Linked DNA regions of Mus musculus: regions 2, 3 and 4 are each linked to region 1. A link is a contact called in public Hi-C and HiChIP or PLAC-seq data. All regions are on one chromosome and are shown on one strand. Each heading gives the region's core, a stretch centred on a gene start, on an enhancer-like site or on the middle of the called end of the contact. The rest is flanking DNA. Distances are from core to core; before and after follow the strand shown.

Evidence for each region. Hi-C and Micro-C count contacts between places; a contact is called where the count stands out from the background. HiChIP or PLAC-seq counts read pairs in DNA pulled down with a chosen protein or histone mark.
Region 2: a contact with region 1 is called in a Hi-C map of uterus, with 2.2 times the contacts expected there. The contact joins two enhancer-like sites. A contact is called at or near these places in 4 of 484 Hi-C or Micro-C datasets (embryonic stem cells, nephron progenitors and uterus) and 4 of 115 datasets of contacts at active chromatin or transcription factors (embryonic basal ganglia, embryonic limb bud, neural tube and 1 more).
Region 3: an H3K4me3 HiChIP or PLAC-seq map of bone marrow-derived macrophages shows a contact between it and region 1, with 4 times the contacts expected there. The contact joins the promoter of Ttc30b here to the enhancer-like site in region 1. A contact is called at or near these places in 14 of 39 promoter capture datasets (the 3T3-L1 cell line, 3T3-L1-derived adipocytes, the C10 cell line and 9 more), 1 of 484 Hi-C or Micro-C datasets (embryonic fibroblasts), 2 of 115 datasets of contacts at active chromatin or transcription factors (both in bone marrow-derived macrophages) and 2 of 9 other capture datasets (liver and macrophages).
Region 4: a contact with region 1 is called in a Hi-C map of uterus, with 6 times the contacts expected there. The contact joins two enhancer-like sites. A contact is called at or near these places in 1 of 39 promoter capture datasets (the C10 cell line), 2 of 15 datasets of contacts at CTCF or cohesin (CD8 T cells and pro-B cells), 12 of 484 Hi-C or Micro-C datasets (the C10 cell line, the HPC-7 cell line, bone marrow-derived macrophages and 6 more), 8 of 115 datasets of contacts at active chromatin or transcription factors (T-cell acute lymphoblastic leukemia, astrocytes, embryonic basal ganglia and 5 more) and 1 of 9 other capture datasets (embryonic stem cells).

Annotation. Positions count from the first base shown.
Region 1 is chr2:75,582,757-75,588,768 of GRCm38.p6, reverse strand. The region is part of intron 2 of Gm50595; the gene reads left to right. Among named protein-coding and RNA genes, the nearest start is that of Gm39853, 28 kb to the left of the region's middle. Within about 2 kb of position 3,623, at least 192 of the 459 cell types and tissues checked have an H3K27ac peak or open chromatin away from gene starts, as enhancers often do. A contact at or near this core is called in bone marrow-derived macrophages, liver, macrophages and 2 more, where this site is marked.
Region 2 is chr2:75,206,980-75,212,991 of GRCm38.p6, reverse strand. The region is part of intron 2 of 2600014E21Rik (a long non-coding RNA gene); the gene reads right to left. Among named protein-coding and RNA genes, the nearest start is that of Gm13652, 72 kb to the right of the region's middle. Within about 2 kb of position 3,026, at least 28 of the 459 cell types and tissues checked have an H3K27ac peak or open chromatin away from gene starts, as enhancers often do. A contact at or near this core is called in uterus, where this site is marked.
Region 3 is chr2:75,935,042-75,941,053 of GRCm38.p6, reverse strand. Ttc30b (tetratricopeptide repeat domain 30B) reads left to right here and starts at 2,592. Exons shown (of 1, transcript NM_028235.1): 1 at 2,592-5,205. The coding sequence starts at 2,647. The coding sequence ends at 4,641.
Region 4 is chr2:75,241,605-75,247,616 of GRCm38.p6, reverse strand. All of the region lies in intron 2 of 2600014E21Rik (a long non-coding RNA gene), which reads right to left. Among named protein-coding and RNA genes, the nearest start is that of Gm34401, 41 kb to the left of the region's middle. Within about 2 kb of position 2,721, at least 42 of the 459 cell types and tissues checked have an H3K27ac peak or open chromatin away from gene starts, as enhancers often do. A contact at or near this core is called in uterus, where this site is marked.

The sequences.
Region 1 (6,012 bases), core at 2,374-4,873:
CTGCTTCTTGTTTTTATGTGCCGTTGAAAACCTTTGCTTCCTGTTAGATGCATTCCTGAAAGAATCTGTTAAAGAGACATTTCCTCTATCCACAGTTACGCCTTAAATAACTTTCTTGTCACATGGATATAAATTTAAAGTGGTTGTGATATGCCATTTTAATTACCAAAAGATGACCAAATAATATTAAAGATTGTTTATATGGGCAATTGGCCAGGTTAAAAACCCGATCTCATCTTGCTGGAGAAGAAATCATCTATTTACATTTTGATAGGCATTTAACCTGAAAAGACCATTCAAACACTAGAGTTTTAGTTTAAATTTGTTGTCACTTTTAAATCCATAAAGATGTTTCAGTAGAAGCCAGTTTTATGAAAGGGAAGGGTAGATATTGGGAAAAACTCCAACCAATTAAAATGTTATTTAAAAATCTAACATTAGTCACTAAGATAGTATTTTCACTTAAATTCAAAGCTAAACACCTTCAATATTAAACAAAACAATACAAAACAAAACAACAACAACCACAACACACACACAGAACAAAAACCTTCAGAAACCTATCTTTATCTTCAGAATTCTTCTTTCCAGAACAGGATTGCTTTAGTAAGTAGCAATTATGTTTACAATCTTGGAAAATGTATGGTAGGTAGCCATTACATCTCTTACAAACCCACAGTGAGTTAGTATTGTGGGCCAAGAGAACACATGTCGGTTGGTTTTTAAGACGTCTAATTCTTTATTCAAAACTCAGGGCCAGTCAGAAATGCCAGATGAAGGGGTTATAATGCCAAAGTTAATTTTGTTTTGTCATATACAAAGTAGTTAATGTAAAAATTATTGATTGATATTCTCCCTCTTTTAACTCTTTTAGGACTCAATATTTAAAGCAAAACTAATTTATCTAGGTGTTCTACTGCACAAAATTAATTCTACTGGGACAGGCGAGGCCAAGCCTCATTATGAAACGGTTGGTTCCCTTGCTGAACCAGCCTAAGCAGGTTGCTTTAGTTTTTCAAAATTAGGTACAACAAAGAATTTAACCCTTGAGATGCTGGGGAACTGGCCTTCAGTATTATACTACCTGGGCCATGGGATGGGACAGGAGACATGTCTTCTCCTGTGGGTTCTGCCTAGGACACAGGTGAGGTGAGGTGATTTATATACCAGGGTATGTGTTCATTAAAACCAGTGTTTTTCAGCCTTCCTAATGCTGTGACCCTTTAATACAGTTCCTCATGTTGTGACGATCCCAACCCTAAAATTATTTTCATTGCTACTGCATAGCTGTAATTTTGCTACTGTTATGAATTGTAATGTAAGTATTTTTGGAGATAGAAGTTTGCCAAGGGGTTCCCACTCACAGGTTAAGAACCACTGATTAAAACAATTAATCGAAAATATTCCTTGGGGCGTGGTGGCACACGCCTTTAATCCCAGCACTCGGGAGGCAGAGGCAGGCGGATTTCTGAGTTTGAGGTCAGCCTTGTCTACAAAGTGAGTTCCAGGACAGCCAGGGCTATACAGAGAAATCCTGTCTCAAAAAAAAAAAAAAAAAATATATATATATATATTTCTAGTATGTACCACTGTATTTCAGACCTTGCCTTTAAAAATGTGTGTGTGTGTGTGTGTGTGTGTGTGTGTATTGGGCATGGTAGCATATGCCTTTAACCCCAGCATTCAGAGGCAGAGGCAGGCAAATCTCTGTGATTCTACATAGTGAGTTCCAGGACAGCCAGGCTACATTGTGAAACCCTGTCTAAAAAAATTATATGAAAATAGTGAACTTCTTTCCCTGGGTGGCCAAATAGTTGTTCAGATTTGCTTAATTTCTGAATTAAGTATATATTACTGAATTAAGTAGTATAGCCACTAGGCATTGGTTATTGGGTATAGCTATAGCTTTCCTTCCCTCCTTGTGTGTGTTTTTCTTTTAGTATTTGTGCAAAAGTATTATTGGGGATTTTAAAATGTCTTTTGTTTTTAGTGTCTGAGGACCAAACCTATGAACCCTGTCACTGAAGCGCACCTCTAGCCCCGCACGTCTGGTTGTGTATGTACTTTTTGTTAAATGTAGCCGTCCTAAGCATGGAAAGTCTTGAGGCTAAGCTACTTCTTTTGTTCATTTTGAGCATTTTGAGCGCATTTTGTTTTCATAGACGTAGTTTTCTTCATTTAATGTGCCTCATTTCCCACCAGAATGTTACGAGTGGGTGCAATATATTTCCTCCTTGTAGCTGTCAAGGAATACTTATTTGTAAAAAAAGATTTATTTATTTTATGCATGTAAGTGTTTTGTCTGCGGATATGTATGTACACCACATGTGTGCCCGGTCCCCAAAGAGGCCAGAAGAGGACATTAGGTCCCCTGGAGCTGAAGTTCTGGACAGTTGTGAGCTACCACACCAGGAATGGGAACAGAACCCGGGTCCCCTGCAGGAGCAGAAATTGCTCTTAACCACTGAGCCATCTTTCCAGACCTAAGAAATATTTATGTAGTGAGAGTGAAGGGGTCCAGTCAACTGGTGAACTCTTACCCTAAGACCAACATGGTAGTTACCATGAAGATGGTCTTTCGTTCGTCCACATTGCTGGGATTAAACCCAGATGGTGGAATCAGATTCACATCGGCTTTAACTAAGAAGTACTAACAACTGCTGCCTATTCCTACTGTATAAATAGCCTAAATTAATTACTCCAGTGGCAATTAAACGACAGACATCACAGTGACACTCAAAAAGAAAATCTCGGCGATTTAAATAAAAATCAGAGTTAAAAAAAAAGACTTTTACAGGTCCAATTGTTTTAAATGAAAAGTAGCTTAGAGTGAAGCTCTGTAAAACTCTGGCTATTGAATTTAATTTCTCTGTAAAAAACTTAGCTTTAATAGAAACGGCTGCTGGAGAAACCACATTCTCAGCCCATAACATGGCCCATGTTTCTGTTTTAAATCCAGTATAAAAAGTATTTAAGCGTCATAGATTTTACCACCCCGTATTCTTATCAGCTCTGATACAGTACGAAAGAATAAAGATTTATATCTTGTGGGCATTTAATAAACGTTAATTTTTAATTGACAGTTGAAATGTAATCTCCAAATAGATGTGGATGTTATTAGCTTCAATCATTTCACGGTAAATAATTGGAGATAGGAAACGCGGGGAAGGGTTATGACTCCCCAGTAGGAATGAATGGTGGCTGGTGCTTAGAGGGAAACATTTTCAATGCCATTTCCATACCCCAATCTTTCTCCTGCAGATGCCAGGATGAGCCATCCTCAGTGAGGAACAACTCAAAAGAGGGCTGAGGGGTGGGGAAGAAGAAAATTAAAGAAAGAGAGAGAAAAAAGGGAAAAAGATGGTCTCTTCTTAGTTTTCAGTTTACTTTTTATTTCAGTTGGGAAAATCCCCGCTGATTTTTTTTTTTCTTTTTTTAAAATTTAATGCATCCTGGGAACATGCCGTTCAGGATTTTGGCATGGGAACTTCAAACGAAATTGGTAAGGGAGGCAAATGCGTAAGTGGAAAGTTTGAGGAAGCTGGCAGCAGGGCGGGAAGTCAGCCCTTCGTTCGCTCCACCCCCTCTCATGTGAGTACAAAGCTGGAGCCGCCGCGTGAGTCAGAGCCAGCCTGGCCCCGAGAAGCTCGGCATCTGCTTCCTCAACTATCACCCAGAGGACTCTGGTGCTAAATCACGGGGCAAAAATAGCTTCAGAGACCCAGCTTCAAACAGATGCGTCGTGGTGGGCGTGGACAAGGGTTCTGGAGGCTTCTCAAATTCCCCATTACCTGATTAATGGATGTGTTATTTTTATATTAGCCGGCCGTCATACTGTTTACCTCGCTCACCTAGATATTGAGTACAAGCTTCATTTATAGCCATCTGAGAGAAGCTGCTTCCTCAATTACACTGTGTTTGATACTAAAATCTGGACCTGAACTTTTTGCTTGTTGATTGGTCTTTGATCAATAATTACAAAAGGGGAAGCTTTACTTCAGTCACAGGAAAGTGCGTATTTTAAAAGATACATTAAAAAAAAACCAACCCTCAAACACACACACTCTATGTAACTTTCCATTAATACCAATTGGCATAAAGCTCGTAGGGTCTGTCTGTGTTTTTTGGCAACAAGGAATTTTAAAGCTAGAATTGTTATCTCAGCTTAAGATCTTTCGAGGTTTTATTTCACATACAGGAAAGTGTATTCCAGGCCTGGTTAGAATTGTTGCAACTTGATATTAAGTTTTAGCTTAAGTTTTCCCACCAAAAGAGCATCTGAAATAGATGATGAGATTAACAACTGGGGAGAAGTTCAGAGCATTTAATGAAATTGATCTACTAAATGAGCACTGACAGTTTTTAGTGGCTATCTTAAAATAGACATTATTATCAGGAAAGAGTTAGTCCACTTAAGCCCTTCATTTGGAAGATGCCTAGTCTGACCTTGTTCAACTTAATGTGCAGGAGAGGGCTTCTGGGTTTATTTAGATGTGGTCCTAAATCAATAGGTTTGAAGTCATCACTTACAATATATATATAATGTTAATATAATATTATATAATATGTATAACATATATAATATTATATATATTACTTTCCTTGCCTTTCCTTTTTTTCCTTTCTTGTTTTTTCTTTTTTTCTAAAAGGCAGAGATGATAAAGGCTACTCGGTGAGACGTAGGTAATTATAACAATTAGATATTTTGAAAATAAAAATAATGGCCCCAAAATAGAACAACATATAACAGTGGCTCTATATGAAGAGCCAAGAGCTGCATCAGCATTTCCTATTCTAGCTGCACACATTATGTGCTGAATGTATTTCAGAGCCAAAAGAATTATATTGGATTAATATCAGATTTTATTTAGGACATTCTGAATTATTAAATAAGCAGCTAATTAAAACAACCAGAAAGCTTTGCAAACAAACACGAATGAAGAAATAAGTCTGGGGTTTCCCAGAAATCTGTGTCTGGACACCTCAGTGAGTTTTATGTTCTGTGGGTACTGACTCCTTTTTTTTTTTTTTTTTTTTTTTTCTGAGACAGGGTTCTCTGTGTAGCCTTGGCTGTCCTGGAACTTACTCTGTAGACCAGGCTGGCCTCAAACTCAGAAATCTTCCTGCCTCTGCCTCCCGAGTGCTGGGATTAAAGGTGTGCGCCACCACGTCCTGCTGGGTACTGACTTCTTGTGACAAGTTTGAGTGTCACATCTTCGGCTCAGTTGTGTGCAGATTCTGAGTATTTATCATGAAAACTGTAGGATCTTGGCTTTGGAAGTGGCTTAAGTAGACAGCTCCCAAGTTCACAGAGGTTTGTATGCAAGCCTTCCTAGAAAAGCTTGCTCATCTGCAAAAGCATTCAGGAAAATTTATTTTAGTTGTTCTTTTGTTTGTTTTTATTGTTGTTATCCATTACAGCATTTAATGGTCCATTTCCCTAGTCAGAATTTATAAGCCAGACAGTTCTAGATATTTCTAATATAAAAATGTAACACTGACCTCATGGTACCTCATGCCTGTGACTTAAGCAGATGAAGGAACAGGAGTTCAAGGCCAGACTCTGGATATGTACATAATGAGCAGGAGGCCAGGCAGGGCTCTGTGAGACTTTGTCTCCCCCCTGTCCCCAGTAAAAAAAAGAATAGAAAAACAAATAGGAAGAAGGTAACAGTATTTCCTTCAGATCTCTACAGAAAGACCAGGGTGAAAATTTCACCCCTAGCTTTCTCTTCTAGAAACGGAATATTCTAACTCTCATTTATCAGTTGCTCAGCTTTGCTAGGTCCCCTCTTGAATGTCTAGCCAATTATTCATATCATATTATTTACTATCATATTACTAAGCTCCTGGGAACTTAGTGCTTCCGTGCCAGGCATTTAAGGAAGAGGGGAGATGGTTTTATTTACTTATTTTTTCTTAAAATTTGTTTACTTTGTGTGTATGAGTGTTTTGCCTGCATGTATATCTGTGTACCGTAGGCAAGCATGGTGGCTGAGGATCCATTTAGAA
Region 2 (6,012 bases), core at 1,777-4,276, 380 kb after region 1:
TTAGCTTCTCACCAAGTGCCACTGCTGGAGAGGCGCTTGCCTCGACTCCCTACACAGTGGTCATCAGCTACACGAAGCAGTGTCTGGCCGATGGAGTAGCCCCTGTGATAGCCAGAGACTGCCTCAGCCTCACTTCCTATCTACCAAATAGCAAGCTAAGTTAGGGATCTAAGTCACCTCTTTAACCCTCACAACTCTAAAAGTATATCATAATCAACTCTCTTGTATGCATTAAAAGCCTACGGCATAGAAGGGCTACCCTCCTTCATGAGAATTTACCAGCTACTAAATGGCACAGCCTAGAGACAAGCCAAGGCAGTCAGGCTCCAGAGTCTGTGCGCTGGGCCACTCTGCTTCACTACCTCCCATTCAAGTGAGTATCTGCATCCTACACCATAAGGCCATTGAAGACCTAGACTAAATTCTTTCTGAGTCAGTGTCTCCACAGAGCACTCTGCAAGTGAAGACCCCTTTGAAATGCAAATGTATCACTGTAGGTACCAAGATATCAAGTTGTTCATGTGTTAATACCATCACCAGTTAGTTATTTGATAAACTACAGGAAACAGAACCAAGAAGACTAAGATATAAGGAACCATTCTTTTCACCAATTGTAAAAGGGTCAGGGCTGTTTTTATACACCCTTAGTAATAACTGAGTGGTGTTGTAACAAGCCTTACACCAGAGACTCTTGATGAGTTCTTGGGCTCTTCAGATCATTTTCTAAAGATTATATCATTCACTATCCATACAAGCATCAGGGATAAGGGCACTTCCCACAGATAGTCAAGGATAGTTAGTGAAGACCACAGACTCGATACTGACCATTCTTAAACAGAGTCTAAGCCAACCTAGCATAGCTCACAGTGATATAAGACCCCAAAACAGTAAGAGTGTTTTTTCTTGGAGACGTAGGAAGCTAAAAAAGTGCCTATCATTAAAATATACCTTGAATTACCCACTAATCTTAGCAATATGGACTCTGGGAGAATAATGGAGTAGTCATGTTCAGCCTTTGCTCTAAGGAAGGTTGAATCTGTAACTATTGAGCGCCAAGTGTACCTTGAACGTGTTTTTTGTTTGTTTATTTTTTTCTTTGTTTTCTATTTCCTGTGTATCAGCAAGGAGTGAACTAAAGTTTAGGAACTACTAAAACTCAACAACTAGTCATGGCCCACAGACATTCTTTCATGGATAGAGAGGGATTAGAACTGTAGCCTTGTTCTCCTCCTGCAACCAGAAGACAGAGTTCTCTCTAATTTCATAGTTTGAAACATATCATTGCTGTCTGGGAAAAGCTAGATGCAGGCTTTGGTTTGAGAGGCCCTGTTGAGGTGGCTTCTCAGAGATGGCGCTAACTACATGTGGCACTGTAGTAGATTAGCCCTGTGATTCTGACTTAAGGACAAGGCAAAAAAAGGGCCCTAGATACCCACAGCAGCGGATGAACATAACTCCACTTGGGCTATCTGCTCTGGAGTCCTGGCTCTGGACCTGTGTTTCCTATCCACTACCATGTGATAAATTACATTGATAGCGTACTCAGGTTATGGAAACCTTGTCAGGATTTAAAAAAAAAAAACAAACAAAAAAAAAAACGACATCATGTCTTGACATTGTCAGTTTCTGGAAGTGTCACACACATCATAGAGAATGGAGTGTTTAATTCCACTTTATAAATTAAGCAAGAAGCAAGGCCAAGAGGATAAATCCAGAATGCTCCAGTCTGGACCACACCAGTTCTATACAATTAGGGCCAAAATGTACATCACTAAAATTTCACCCAAACCATTTCAGAAAACCAAGCTATAAGGTTCAGGAACAGGAAGGTAGCTGCACTTAATAGGATTTTCCTCTCTCGGCGACACAAATATAGACCAGATCAGACCAGATTAAAAGCAGATACATGCTGGTTTGGTAGGCACTGCTCCCCAGTGGGTTATCCCAAGCCCTGGCTAAGGCAAGGGGATTTTATAGACCATAGGCCACAGTGATGACGGAGCAGGGATTGTGACCATATATGGTCGAAAGCTGAACCCCTCAGCCCACTCTTGGGGGGGGGGTTGCTAGAACATGAAGGTGAAGGGTGAAGATGTGTCAGCTGGGAGTTTTCTCCGTGTGGGTGGGGTTGAGGGAAGGAAGGAAGAAGTGTTTCCTAGCAGGTGTTCAAACCAAACAGTACTTGCTAATGATTTTCTAGGAATCTAGTCTGTTTTGCTTCTTCTTTTAAAGGTATGAGTATGGTTATAGTTACAAATGGTTTTTTTTTTTTTGCTTTTTTTAATACTTCTGAGATATTATCTCATTTTCTAATGCAATGAATAACCTGATTTTCAAAACAAAACAAAACAAACAAAAAAAGATAGAGAGAGGGAATGGGAAAGCGAAGGGGAAGAGGAAGTGAGGAGAGAGACAGAGAGAGAGAGAGAGAGAGAGAGAGAGAACGGATTTTACCCCTTCGATACCTCCTAGTTGACCAGTCTAGGGAGCGTTCAGGACATTTCTCCGGGTGTGTGATTGCCCCATGAGCAGCATGGCCAGAGTGTCTGTCCACACAGCCTGGATGTCACCGCTGGGCTCTCCTCACAGCCCCCTTCCAGAGCATCATTTATCTTAGGAGAGGACGTGGTGGAGGGCAGCTGCTTGACTCCGGACCTGTGCTTCCAAGGTGGAGAGAGTCCAAGAGTGTTGCTCAGTCCATTAAGCAATCCCTTTTAGCTGAAGGGGTCCATCTATCAATCACGCGTTTCAGCCAGCAATCTGCTTATTTACAGGGTTAATTACATTTTCAGGTCACCTGGGCGCGTCTCCTAGATATTTAATAAAAGGAGCCCTTATTTTATTTATCACACGGTAGATTTGGTAAGGGCTGCCCGATATCAGAGTCGGGGGAGGGGTGGGATGGTAATTATTTATAAAAAGACAAAGGTAAAGCTCTATCTGCCTCTGCAGTGTCCAGAGTTATCAGTGGGTGACCAGGGTCTCAGACAGCACGACCACTGCAGACTGATCAGACACTGCAGGGAGCAGCCATGTTCCTGAAACCAAGTCAGGTATCGATTTCCCAGTGCTTTTATGACCCATTTAACAACAGGCATTTTGGACTGGTTATCTCTTATGCTGCAGAGAATTCTCCTGCCAGCCTCCTTCTGAGCTCCCCTTAATTATCTTCTCTGAGAGATGGGTGAGAATGGATGTTCGGCCTCAGCCTTGAACAGACTCACATTCTCCATGTACAAGAGCCTTACACAATTTGCACATTTATACCAACCAGGTCAGCCCCCACGGAGGGTGTTTGGACATTTTCCATGGTAACTACCCTACTCGGTGAGGGGGAGGGCCATTGGATCTGTCGGCTAACAAATTCTCACTAATTGACATCAAGCCAGTTAATTTCTACGTAATAAGTGTTGAGTGATTCAAGGTCCAGCCCAACCAGCCAAGGCTGGGGCTACTCAAAGACCTGTTTGGGTCCCAGAACGGAACATTTAATGTTTTGCCAAATTTTCAAAAATGCCAGGAGTGAAGAATAGCGGTCTTAAACCTCAGCTCTTCGGGTTACTAATTATGTAGCCAGAGGTATAACGAAAACTTTACAAATCATTATTTCCATTAGGAAGGTGTTAGAACCCACGCCACGCAGGGCACCCCCCCTATTAGCTGGGCCGCTGTTCCCAGGGGAGGCGAGCTTCAAGCTCAGCTTCTGTTCTGTTTCCCTAGCACTTGGAAGAGAAACAAAACAGGCCTAATGAAAAACACACACGGGAAATGCGGTATTATTCCATCATCCTCGCCTACTGCGCTCTGGCACCCCTCGGTGACTAGGGAGGACTTTCCCCTCCGTGAGCAGCCAAGTGGGGGTGGTATGAGGCTGCTACATTGCCATTTCCTGTCAATTTCCTCTGCCCTCCTGCCCACATCTCCCTACACGCCCATCCCTCTCTCCCCAACACCAACACCGGCCACACTTGCCATCACGAAGCTGTGTTAGCTTTAAAAGTACAGAGGAGGGAACATTGGAAACTGGAGGGGAGGGCACCGACCATAATCAACCTCTAACCTAGACCGCTGAGAAGCAGGTCAGCCCCACCGAGTGGATCCTGACCTCTGAGTGGGCTGAGCAGTGTCGCTCGCTAGGAAAACAGCCGGTTGCCTTGTTTGTTTTGGAGGAAAAGGGTGCTGAAGTCAGTCAGAATATTAATTCTCAGAGTAATCTTCCCACGTGCAGTTTCTCGACTTTTCACCAGAAAGGAGACTAGGGGTAACACAGTCCCCAAATCTCATTGGACCATTAGCCCCTTGAATAACTCCTTTCATTTAAAAAAAAAAAACTCTATTTCCCCATTTCTTACTCCACACACAGTGAAACCTGCATATAATAGACAATGCGTTTATTCACACAGTATTCAGCCACCACTAAATAACCCTGACATTGGTCAAGCAGGTATGCCTACCCAGGAAATTAGAATGCTGTTTTGCCCAAACCAAACAGGGCCACCATGCTTGTCTGTAGAAAGGCATCGCTGGCAGCTTGCTTCTGCTGTTATATGATGTTATAACCTGGAGATGGCGCTGTGCCTTCCACACAGGAAATACTAAAATACTAAATAAACAGTTGGTAGATGTTCGAATGTCTGACCGTAACTGTATACCACAGGGCAGACGGCTAAGCTGACACCCCAGTTTTGTGGCTTTCACAGCCTGTTCTTGTACGTTCTTTCTCTCTGCCACCAGCTCTGAATAGAAAGGACTCTTGAATGTGGCTCTCTGGATTATTATTGAAATTTCTGCCAAAAGATTGCTAGTTTCTGTTGAAGAACTGTTAATAAAGTGGGTAGCAGAGTATTTTTGTTTAAGTGTTGGGTTGAATGTACGGTATCCGCTCAGCCAGTATTGGTTGACTGGATAAGTGAATGCACGTGATATTAGGATAAGTTGACTTGGAAGTCTTCTGGTGAAGTCTTCTGGTGAAAAGTAGCTTGTATGCAGGCCTGCATGTTAGTCCTGTCTCAATTTAATTCAACAGTGGAGACATAGAGAGAAAGTGTGTTACGTAACTCCTCTGATTGAAAATGAATTGAGATTGGAAAATATTCTCAAAAGGATCTTGACATGAATACACCCGCCCTAGTAGATAATGTAAAAGTTACATTTCTTGAGTCTGAGGAAAACCTTTGGGAATCTGACTGTTGTAAAACCATGACTATCTTGAAGACGATAAATGGAAGACTGTGATGGGAATCAAGAACAACTTTTACTGTGAATGAACTTTTAAGAAGTGAAAATATTAAGAATAACACAAACCTTATTAATGGATACGTGGTAAGGTATTCAACAGACAATTCAGAAAGGCTGAGTGGCTGGCTAGCCACCTAGTGCAAAGTACACACTTAGGTGATGGACCATGACTGCCAAGAAACAGAGGAATTGGGGACATTTTTTTTTGTCTGGACTATTACAGTGGTTTCCAGTCTTCACTACACACTTGAGATTCAGGAGCCACATCCCAAAGCAACTAAATTAGAAGTCCTAGTGTTGGGACACATGCATAAACAAACAATTTTTTAAATCCTGATGTTATTACAATATGCAGTCAAGTTTGAGTCATTGTGATGGTTCTTACATTTTAGCATCAGAATTACCCAGGGCCCTAGGAAACGCTAACTCCCTGGGCCCAACATACACTTTGATTCTCTGGGTTTGAGGTGGAGCCCAAACTCGGCATTTCTAATAAGTTTTCTGCTGCAGCAACAGCAATTTTAAGAATGCCAGTCTGGAAATGCAAATCAAAACAACCCTGAGATTCTACCTCACACCAGTCAGAATGAATAGGATCAAAAATTCAGGTGACACCAAATGCTGGCGAGGATGTGGAGAAAGAGGAACACTCCCCCATTGCTGGTGGGATTGCAAGCTTGTACAACCACTCTGGAAGTCAGTCTGGCGGTTCCTCAGAAGGACATAGTACTACCAGTAGATCCAGCAATACCTCTCCTGGGCATATATCCAGAA
Region 3 (6,012 bases), core at 1,343-3,842, 350 kb before region 1:
CAGAAGATTGAATCTCCTAGTTTAAGGAACACACCTTTAATCTGGGCTACAACTTTTCATCTGGGATTAAAGGTGTGGTGGAACACACCTTTAATCTGAGCTACACCTTCTGCTGGAGACAATATAAGGACATTGGAAGAAGGGAGTCTAGCTCTTGCTCCTGCTCCTTCGCCTGCTTGCTACGTGAGACTGAGTAACTGCTAGATCCTTGGACTTCCATTCACAGCTGCGACTGAACCATTGTTGGGAATTGGGCTGCCGACTGTAAGTCATCAATAAATTCCTTTACTATCTAGAGACTGTCCATAAGTTCTGTGACTCTAGAGAACCCTGACTAATACAACATGTAAAGACTTTAAAACATTAAGTCTTTGAATATTGTTTTCAAAGAAAAACAGTCAACCCGGCCAGCGTGGGGGAGACCTCCTCATCCCTGACTACTGAGCAATGTTATATAACATCCTTCAGCCTACATTCAACCCCACACTGAGGACTGTAAAGGGCTACAGCAGAGGTTTGCTTGGGCAAACATCTTGACGTGGTTTCACTTGCTTTCCTCAGTAGCTTCCTCTGTTGATCCTGAGCTACATTTAGTGTGGGGTAGAGTCTCTCACTTCCTTGGCATTCAAACAGAATTATCTTGTCCAGGTTCTACTGAGCAGAATATATGAGGAATGATATTGTTTCTATTGTAGCATTTAAATGTCTGCTGGGATCTTTTCCTAGAAGTAACAGGTGTCTGGAACCTAGGCTACTTGCCAGTAATTCCTTCCTAACACTTTTTCATTGTTACAATGCAAGCCACAAAGGTCAGATTTCTATGACCCAAATGAGACTGGTTGGGTTTTGTTTGTTTTGATTTTTTAACAACAACAACAACAACAAAAAACTTTACAAAGCAAGTCTCTAATATTTCCTATAATATGAGTTCATATATGAATTAACTCCTAATCACTAATTCTTCTGAGTTTAACTTTTAAGATAACATGGCTCATTCCCTTTCCTATGTGGGTTTTAGCAGGTTACTTAATTGTCCTGAAGCACAAAGTCTTCATCTGCAGCACACAGATTTCAGTAAAGTTATGAGCAGTTTGTGAGAAGCCTAACAGCGTGCTATGAAATATGGTGAATATTGGCTGCAATATGTTGATGAGCTGCAATATGTTGATGGTAAAAAAGATTCATGGGTAGCAATTCTATTAAAGAGAAAAATATAATGCCCTCATGTTGAAGTTCTTAATTACAAAGCAAAGATATGCCTTCATGTGGTCTGTTTGCCTTGGGTGTAGCTAGAGGAGATCGTGGAAAACTATAAAAGGTAACAGTCTCCCAGGTGCCTCCCAGAGCCACGTCAAATGATCCGTGCTCTAAAAGTACAGCCTTGTTATTGAAAAATCATACAATTTGTCACTACTTCATTTGGAAAGAACACATTAATATTCTGCTATCTTGGTTACTTCTCAAATGCTTAACTAAGCATTATATTTATGTCCCCACACATTAGGGTCAGTCAAATCTATGTACATGGTTTTCAACAGTGATTCAATATCGGCTTATAAGTCGGTAGTTTTTTACTGCTCTGTCATACTAGAATAAAATTGAATTTATACAGAATAACCTCCCCAAAACAATAACACAGAACCTAGAGACTCATTCTACATACAGGGGGGAAAGGAGAGATAGTAACTGCCTGAAGAGCTTCGAATTAAGAGTCTGGGTATGGGAAAGGAGTTGGCGAAGCATTTATGTATTAACTAGCTGATTCATACGTGAAAACAAGATCAGAGGCACGAGAAGCACAGGCTGATTACGTCTTGAACAAACTCACGGTAGTGTTTGGTAGAGCTTAGAGGGTGAGAAAAATAGCATATAGGAAAGGGGGAAAATGTTAGTTTTGTGGCTTCTCCTTGAAGAAGGAAAAGACCAAAGCCGTGTGCTTCATCAATTCAAGCACCAATTTACGTTCATAACAGCGGTCATTTACGAAACAGAGGGCGAATGGTACTTAAATCTAAAACAGCACCAGTTACAATTCAGACTCTCCTTCCCCCTCTCGTCACCTCTTGATACAGAATAAAATACGGACTGCCGGCCCTTGCTTAACAACGTTCTCAAAAAGTGGGCGTCAGAGCAGCTGGCAAGAATATACTAGAATTCCTGAAGTCCAGAGACGGCCCTCATTCCCATTTCGTCACCATTGCCAAGCAACTCGAACCCTCAAAGAACAGCGAATTTTCTGCATCCCGGGGGACCTTCACAAGAAAACTTTACTTCAGTGCCAACAAAGAAGCAATCAAAGCAATAGAAACAAGATCCCGATCCCAGAGAAAAGGCAGAGACTCCAATTACTGTAAAACGTCAAAGAGGAAAAACTACATTTCCCAGGATGCAGGGCGATAACGGAAGCGATGTAGGCCGGGACGTGGAATATCCCTCTCTGAACTACCTAGAAAATTTTCCAGACCAAGCCCAATTGCTTCCCCACAGTCTAGAGTGTTTAAAAACATATCCAGAAATTGATAGAAACGTGTCGGTGATTCGCTTTTATCCACAAGACACTTCCGTTGGATACTTGCCGCTGAACAGCTTCCGTTTCCGGTTGGCCTATTGCCTTGGAAACCAGGATGCAAAACAAGCTAGGTGAATATGGCAGGGCTGAGCAGCTCACAGATCCCCGACGGTGAGTTCACAGCAGTGGTGTACAGGCTCATCCGCGACTCCCGCTACTCAGAGGCGGTGCAGCTGCTGAGCGCAGAGCTGCAGAGGAGCTCCCGCAGCCGCGCAGGGCTGTCGCTGCTGGCCTACTGCTACTACCGCCTGCAGGAGTTCGAGCTCGCTGCAGAGTGCTATGAGCAGCTGAGCCAGATGCACCCGGAACTCGAGCAGTACCGCCTGTACCAGGCCCAGGCACTGTACAAGGCCTGCCTGTATCCAGAGGCCACCAGGGTCGCCTTCCTCCTGGACAACCCCGCCTATCAGACTCGAGTCCTTCGTCTCCAGGCTGCTATCAAGTACAGTGAAGGTGACCTCCCAGGAGCCAGGAGCCTGGTGGAGCAGCTGCTGAGTGGGGAAGGTGTAGAGGACAGTGGAGGGGAGAGTGATTATGATGGTCAGATCAACCTAGGTTGTCTGCTCTACAAAGAGGGACACTATGAAGCTGCCTGTTCCAAGTTCTTAGCGGCCCTGCAGGCTTCTGGCTACCAGCCTGACCTTTCCTACAACTTGGCTTTGGCCTATTACAGCAGTCGGCAGTACGCGCCTGCTCTGAAGCATATCGCTGACATCATTGAGCGTGGCATCCGTCAACACCCAGAACTCGGTGTGGGCATGACCACGGAGGGCATTGATGTTCGCAGTGTTGGCAACACTATAGTCCTTCACCAGACTGCTCTGGTCGAAGCCTTCAACCTCAAGGCAGCCATAGAGTACCAGCTGAGAAACTACGAGGCAGCCCAGGAAGCCCTCACTGACATGCCACCCAGAGCAGAGGAAGAGCTGGACCCCGTAACCCTCCACAACCAGGCTCTGATGAACATGGATGCCAAGCCCACAGAGGGCTTTGAAAAGCTCCAGTTTCTGCTCCAGCAGAACCCCTTCCCCCCAGAGACCTTTGGCAACCTGCTGCTGCTCTACTGTAAATATGAGTATTTTGACCTGGCAGCTGATGTCCTGGCAGAAAATGCCCACTTGACTTACAAGTTCCTCACACCCTATCTCTATGACTTCTTGGATGCCATGATCACTTGCCAGACAGCTCCTGAAGAGGCTTTCATTAAACTTGATGGGTTGGCTGGCATGCTGACTGAGCAGCTCCGGAAACTCACCATACAAGTACAGGATTCAAGGCATAGTAGAGATGATGAATCTGCCAAAAAGGCTGTGAATGAATATGATGAAACTCTTGAGAAGTATATTCCTGTACTGATGGCCCAGGCAAAAATCTACTGGAACTTTGAGAATTACCCAATGGTGGAGAAGATCTTCCGCAAATCTGTGGAATTCTGTAATGACCATGATGTGTGGAAGCTGAATGTGGCCCATGTCCTCTTCATGCAGGAGAACAAGTACAAAGAGGCCATTGGTTTCTATGAGCCCATTGTCAAGAAGAATTATGATAACATCCTGAGTGTCAGTGCTATTGTGTTAGCCAACCTCTGTGTTTCCTATATCATGACAAGTCAAAATGAGGAAGCTGAGGAGCTCATGAGGAAGATTGAGAAGGAGGAGGAACAACTCTCTTATGGTGACCCAGACAAGAAAATCTACCACCTTTGCATTGTGAATTTGGTGATAGGAACTCTGTATTGTGCCAAAGGAAACTATGACTTTGGCATCTCTCGGGTTATCAAAAGCCTGGAGCCTTACCATAAAAAGCTAGGCACCGATACATGGTATTATGCCAAGAGATGTTTCCTGTCCTTACTAGAGAACATGTCAAAGCACACAATTATGCTAAGGGACAGTGTCATTCAAGAATGTGTGCAGTTTCTAGAGCACTGTGAACTTTATGGTAGAAACATTCCAGCTGTTATAGAACAGCCCTTGGAGGAAGAAAGAATGCACACTGGGAAGAATACAGTCACATATGAATCAAGAAAGTTGAGGGCTCTGATTTATGAGATAATTGGATGGAATGTGTAATTACCGCTGACAATTTGTATCATGATGACTTTCTATGTACATTTTCAGTTTTTCCTGTATCTAGCTTTTGCTATTTGTATTTGCTACTTGTGAGACTTTGTACACTTTAGTGTAACAAAAGCACTATTCGATATAACCTGCACTTTTAAATCCTGTCAAGTGAGATTGTGTAAGAACCCAGGCCCTAGAAAGTACTTTGGAACTTTTAAAACTGAGAAAGATGTTGTTTCTATCATGTTTTCTCCATTTTTGTTTGGTTTTGATGTATCTTGGACAACCTTTGCTATTATGTTATCCAGGGACCAGACACTAAGTTCAGAACTTAGTCGTCCATAACGTCTTCTTGTAATCACTCCAACGACTGTGTTTTCTCTTTGCACAACTCCCCATGATTTTATAGAGAATTTAGAGTGTTTGACAGTTTTCCAATACAGATATAATAATTTGTACAGATTAAATTTCTTAGGTAATAATTGGTTTTGCTAGTTTTCAAGATTCAGTAAATTCACTTAATAAACACTAATAAATAAATAATCACTAATAAATAATGAAAAAGAAAAGAAACCTCTGCGGTGTTTAGCGCCATGAATTGGTGATTTGAATTTATGATCAAGTCATACTGTTGCTGTTTTTCAAGTATTTTATTTACATTTATCTCTCACGGTAATCAGGACCAGAGGTAACCAGAGAACTCAGGTTTTCTGCTTTTAATTCTCTCATACAATACATCCTGAATGCAGTCTCCCCTCTCTCCACTTCTCCAGAGTTTTTCCCACAACCTCCCTTCTCTAGAGTCAGAATTCTTGAATTTTGGTTTCTTTTTAAAAACACAGAAATATTCTAAGAATGTGTTTTTATTTTAATCCCAGGTGTGGGGATGTGGGCCTGCTTCACAGCAGCTGACTGTGATTCATGCTCTAACCAGAAGCAGGTAGTTTCTCTGATTGTGTGACATTTGGAATTCTGCGAACTTTTCAGAGGGTATATAAATGCTAGGGCCCTGATAGGCAGGGTCAGTGTTAGTTGGGGGAGTTGTGTGTAGTTTGTTTATTAGTAGTGCTTAAAGAAGAAACAAGAAAAAAGTTTGATTCAGAGATCTCTCTTTCTCCTTTCCCTCTTTCCTATCTAGTGACAGAGGGAGGAATCTAGGAGATAAAGGGTGGGAAAAAGAAAAACCCACACAGTAGTGAAAGCTCGCTGCACTTCTCCCCCAGATCCAGTCCTTCTCCTCTTCCATTAAGAAAAGAGCAGGCGTCCCAGGGATATCAACCAACACCGCATAACAAGTTACAGTAAGACCAGTCACAAAGTCTCTTATCAGGGCTGAGTGAGGCAACCCAGTAGGAGGAAAAGGGTCCCAAGGGCAGTGGA
Region 4 (6,012 bases), core at 1,472-3,971, 340 kb after region 1:
ATGGCTGAACATGTTCTCCAAACCACTGATTAAGGTGCAGTGCCAGTGATGTGCAAGTGTGCACCAAATCCAATCAACTCGGAGAGGAGTGACAAGACTTTATGTAAAATGTATGTGTGGACTCACACACAGTGCAGACATTCCAGGTAGCCCCATTGTACCCCTCTTCTCTCTATGTGCACAAGTATGCATATGTGCAGCTGTGTGAACACACAGAAACCCACCACCACACTGTTGCTGAGACGGGGTCTCACTATGTAGTTCAGGCTATAGTTCTTTTTCTTTAAAATATCTATCTATCTATCTATCTATCTATCTATCTATCTATCTATCTATCTATCTATCTATCTATCATGTATGAGTACCTGTAGCTGTCTGCAGACATATCAGAAGAGGGCATCAGATCACATTGTAGATGGCTGTGAGCTACCATGTAGTTGCTGGGAGTTGAACTCAGGACATTTGGAAGGGCAGTCCAAAGTGCTCTTAACCACTGAGCCATCTGTCCAGCCCTCAGGCTGTGGTTCTTGAATCACATCCTTCTGTCTCAGCCTCCTATGCGCCCTTTCTTCACAGACTTCCTTTTTAGTTGTCTTGTCTTTCAGTTAACTGACCAAAAATTTCAGTTGGTATTTGGGTCCTTTTTGTGCTTTGTATTCACTAAAATAAAGAAGTTCCTTATCTGCCTACTTGGTGAATCTGCCTCCGTCAGCAGCTGATAGCCCCCGTTTGGATTATTAACCAGTTAGTTTCTTCAAGAGAAGAAGTCATTAGCTTCTAACATTACTCAGGGGTGTCAGGAGACATGGATATTAGATCTTTCCATTCAATTCCATCTTTAATTTAATCTCTAGAATTTTTTATTTTATTTTATTTCAGTGTTAGGTGTTGGCTGGCTGTTCCACTTAAAACCACATTTTTTATTTATTCATAGTGGTGCTACTTTAAAAAAAAAATTATAACAACTCAATAGCCACTATAATGATTACAAACCGACAAATTCTGCAGTAATGGCTTCCCCCATCTAGGCTCCAAAGCTACCAAGACCTAGGAGCAGTGTGAAATAGATTCCAGGCACTGACAGGTTAAGGATCATTTGCATAAATTAGCAAGTTTTGCAAATGAATTCATCTAGTGAGAAGTGAGACACGGGACACTGCATTTTAATAATTGACATTCCACATGAAATGCAATGTTCTGAAGGGGGAAATTGAGCTCCAGGTTGCTATTAGAAGCAGTGGACCAGCACGAGTGAGAAGGAGCGCCATCCCCCATGCGTGAGTTACGCTCCTGAATAACAACTACCCAGTTCTGATGGGCTTCTTTTAATAACAGTGTGAGCGAGCACGTGCCGGCTGAGAGAGGCATTGAGAAGGATCTACTCCTAGGCGGGATAGCACAGGAAATGAAAATAACAGCCTTCAGGAAGCCGCCTTCACAAGCAAGTCTTCACATGCTCCTCCGAAAATAATCTTCTATTTTCCATTTGACTTGGCAACAACCCCACCCCCACCCACTTCCCCTTCAATTTCACAAAAACACTTAGGGGGTTATTTAAATATATACAGGACTCGGGCAAAAAAAAAATTAAATAGCCCAAATTGGAGGTTGTCTCTCATAATGTTGGTTAAATTACAAATAAAGATAAGTGGGCCATTTTGCTGCCTCCTCCCAGTTTAATTTGTTTAAGAACAGGCCACATTGCTAGCTAGCAGGACTAGCGACTAGTGTGCCAGATGAGTGTGTCTCCTAAGATGAGTGTTGGCTGGTCAGTCAAAGTCAGAGTATGCAGCGTGTCGGAAATACAAACTGCTCACACATGCCATCTGAGAGCTGGAAACAAGTCCGTCCATAATGGTGTTTCCTGGCATAGTTTATAATTAACATAAAATGAATTAAATCACTCACTTGATAGACTTTTTTTTTCCAAGTTCATGTAGAGTAAGTGTGTCATATCAATTAATTCTCAATGAACTGCAGCAGCCAATAAAATGTTTCCGAGACACTGGTAATAGTCCAAGATATTGATGGAAGAGGTCTCATCATTAATATGAGTAGGAGACTCACGTCACATACAGAGAGCTACCGGAGAGAATTCCTTCCTCAGAAAGGGAGTGTAGTTACTGCCAGCTGCCTCTGGTTGTTTCCAATTTGCTGAGTTTTCTGTCTCTCACTCACAATGATACCCTTTTCACTTTGCCACACGACAAAATTGCCTACCATGACTGTCTATTGTGTGAGACCTCTACCCTGAAAAAGCTAATACTTAGGAACAAGTTAGATAGACTCCAACGGCAAGAACAGACTACACTGGCCGTATAATGAAAGTGTTTTCAAAGGCTTTTCTGTGTGTTCAGAATCACAAATAATTGACATATAGAACCGGATGCAAACGGATGGTTGGCTTGCAGAATTTGAACTGAACATTTTGGAGCCGCTTCTTGTTTGTGTTTCGCTGTCTTAACCAGTTGGTTTGTTATGATGTAGGCAAAGCCCAAATGGCCCATGGAACTTTGCTGGTCATAAATGATTTTATGACCTAGAACCCAGCAGCCATTGGGTCTGTCACTGCTGAGGTTGTGTTCAATGACACCTCTCTGAGCTTCTCTCGGCAGAGATGCCCTTTCTTTTGTACACACTTTCCTTTCACTTAGAGGGTACTGGTTGGTCCTCGGGCTCGACACTTGTGAGAGTGTGAGAGGTATTCCTTTGTCTAGGCCTCTCCATCTGCATGCTTGCAGCAACATGAAATAAAGAGATGCCGACGAGCCAGTTGGTGTGTGTAATGAGTTGCCGTGGCTCTTCTCCCAATAAAGGGTGTGTTCAGACACTGCTTATTTATAGACCAATAAAGAGAAAATTCCACTGTTCTCTTCAGCAGGCTGAGGATAAATAGCTCTTCCGTTTCTAACAGTTAATGTTCACAGACACAAAAGCAACTGCTCTGAACATTAAGCCAACATTTACCCCCCTGTGGAGGGAGGATTCTTTAGATTTGAAACAATGGAAGGTAAGATATAATCTTTCCCATTTTAGAACAGCTTCGCTGCGGCTTGCTTTCCTTAGTGGAGAGGTGCTCTCAGCCTCATCGGGTTGCAGATGAAGCATCCTCTCGTGTGCCTACACGATTTCTCTGCGGCCCTGGAGCTCAGTCCTCCGTGGAACGGAGCAGACAAAAAGCCACAGTGCAGATGCCCTCTGCAGAGGCTTGTCTGCTGCTTTGAGCGGATCTTCCTGGTATGCATGCAGCAAACGCTTCCTATTTTCACATTCTAGAGCAAGGGAGAACATAAATTATTCCTAATTCTTGATTCTATGATGAAGTAGCCATCTGGCCTGATAGCACAGTGACAGTGATATAGGAGTGAGCACTCCATGCTTGGTCTACTGCACAGAAAAGGACAATGGGACATATTTTAAAATGTCAGCCTCCATCAGAACAATATTTGGGAAAGTTTACATTTATGAAAATAGATAGTATTGAAAATACATCATGATGCAGATCTCATCACGGCTGCTGGACGGCTGAATTGAATTAAGAATGAATTTGAATGTTTCTAATTAAATCCGTGTTATCCCCCTCCATGCTAAGTTTTCCTCATCTGTAAGAAGCACCATCAACACATCACTGTTGGGCAGATGTGTCACAAACAAGGTTGAACTTTTTGCCTCACTACGTGTACATTGAATTCTTGGCTATAGGTATATGATGAATTTAGATATTTCCAGGCAGTAAAAAAGAAATAGTGCCCAACAGTATGTTTGTATTTACCACCAGAGAAGGAGTACATAGCATCATCATGAAGGCTGTTAAAACCTAACAAGAGTGTAAGATTTAGGTATAGAGGATAATCAAAATGGTGTTTATTATCTTATTTCCACGGAGGTTCCTCACAAATACTAGGCAAGGGTTCTACACTGAGGTACATCTTCAGATTCTGAAGACTCCTTATTAAAAATAGTCTTGAACTAGTTTATAAGCCTCGGGGTTTGTTTTGTTTTAAAAACATGGACTGAATACTTCTAACGCATCAAACAGTGAATGTGGCATCTATGATGGTCCTTGGTTGTCAACTTCACTGGATTAGAAGATGTCTTACCAAGATAGGTAAAACATATCCATGCATCTGTGTGTCAGAGACGATTGCGTGTCTTGCCATGTCTGTGTTGAGGGACGGGAGGGCACCTAGTTCTGAATGTGGCTGACAGCTTGCATAAAAGGGTACAGAGGAGGAAGTCAGCATGGCCACACCTGCAAACTTTCCTTTCGGGTCATTATATCTACCAGTTTATTTCCATTATCATGTGACCAAATGACACCAGATTCCAGCTTCTTTGGCAACAGGACATTTCTACAAATGACAGTCATGAAACATCCAGGTCTTCATGCTGGGCTGGGACTGCTGAGGTATCCTGGGTCGAGCAAACATTTCTCTTTCTTCTTTTTTTCAAGACAGGGTTTCTCTGTGTAGCCCTGGCTGTCCTGGAACTCACTCTAGACCAGACTGGCCTCGAACTCAGAAATCTTCCTGCCTCTGCCTCCCAAGTGCTGGGATTAAAGGCATGCACCACCAATGCCCATCTCAAGAAAACATTTCTACACAATGTGGTCACTTGCTGTTGAATTATGTGGCCCCTATTATGAAAGCCAATCCAATAAATCTTCTTTTGTGGTATATGTGTACGTATGCTATTGGTTCTTATTCTTTAGAGAACTCTGATATAATATCACATTGAAGCTTGAGAGGAGACAATAAGAACATAGTTGATTGCCTTAATGTAACCGATGGGCAAGACTTTGGTAGGAATATGTTCTAACCGCACAAAGTGATTACCTATGCATGCAACAGGCAGTGTCTTACTGACTCACTCTTGAACAACTCCAGAGATTGACCTACCTGGGCATCAAGGGAATGAAGAGAGGGCAGACATACGGACACAGAGATAGCTGGAATCAGAAGGTCTAAGCTTCCTGATGAAGAAGCAGCAGTACCCCAGGAGCTCAGTGTGTTTATTGTATACGGTTAAATTGTGTGCAATAAGCATACCTTCCTATTTAGGACACACAGCTGAACAAGGAGGCAGATTTGGCTAATCCCACTAGGAATAGCATCTGTCCTTCTGGCTGGAAACGTGAGAAGAAAGATACTATGGACATTTTCAGCACCTGCATCCAGACCAACAGAAGGCTTTGCTGTCCCTCTGAACCTCACCTGGGAAAGGTGTTGTCACTCCTAGGGGTCTGAAGCACTGAATTCCTTGACATTCCATGTCAATGACACACATTTGCTCAGGACTTCTCTTGCTCCCCACACTCCAGCACTGTTTTGGGAAGTCAGTCATGGTACCCTCGGGGCTACAGAACTTGTCGTGTGTAGCAAGTAAGAGGCTAGATAAGGCAAGAGCTCTGTTCAGTAGGTGCCACAGATGCTAATATAACTTATAAACAATGTGTAGGCACAAAACTCAGAGTATGGGAAATCTTAGCTAAGGTCCAAGTAGGTAAAAGTAGATGTAGCTTATTCCACAGGACAATGTTATGTTAATGATCATGGTTGCTTCCAAATGTCAATATGGAAGATAAGTCTAAATGGGGATTGATCCTTTATTATTTTAATTAATTAATTTTATTTTAGATTCATAATATTATTCAGAATATCTCAGCACAATGTAGATGAGTTCCAGATATTTGAAAACAGCCATTTCTCTTCTTTAAGAACTAAAAGGGCACGTGATAAAAGAATAACTTGATGTTCTATGCCACAGAAAGCTCAGATCCGCCACTCACAGCACTGTTCCATTACTTCTCTATTGTGGGACTGCTTCTATTTTTTTCCCAGTGAGTGTGGGCTCATCATTATGCAGTTTCCCAAGCATGAAACCTGGAAGTCATCCCAACTCACTTTCCTCGGACTCCATTGCCAAGTACTTGATCCCTCTCTTCTCCACGGTCCAAGCCCCTAAAGTCAGCACATTTAGGCTGCATTGCTGCCATAGCCTCCTAGTGGTTTC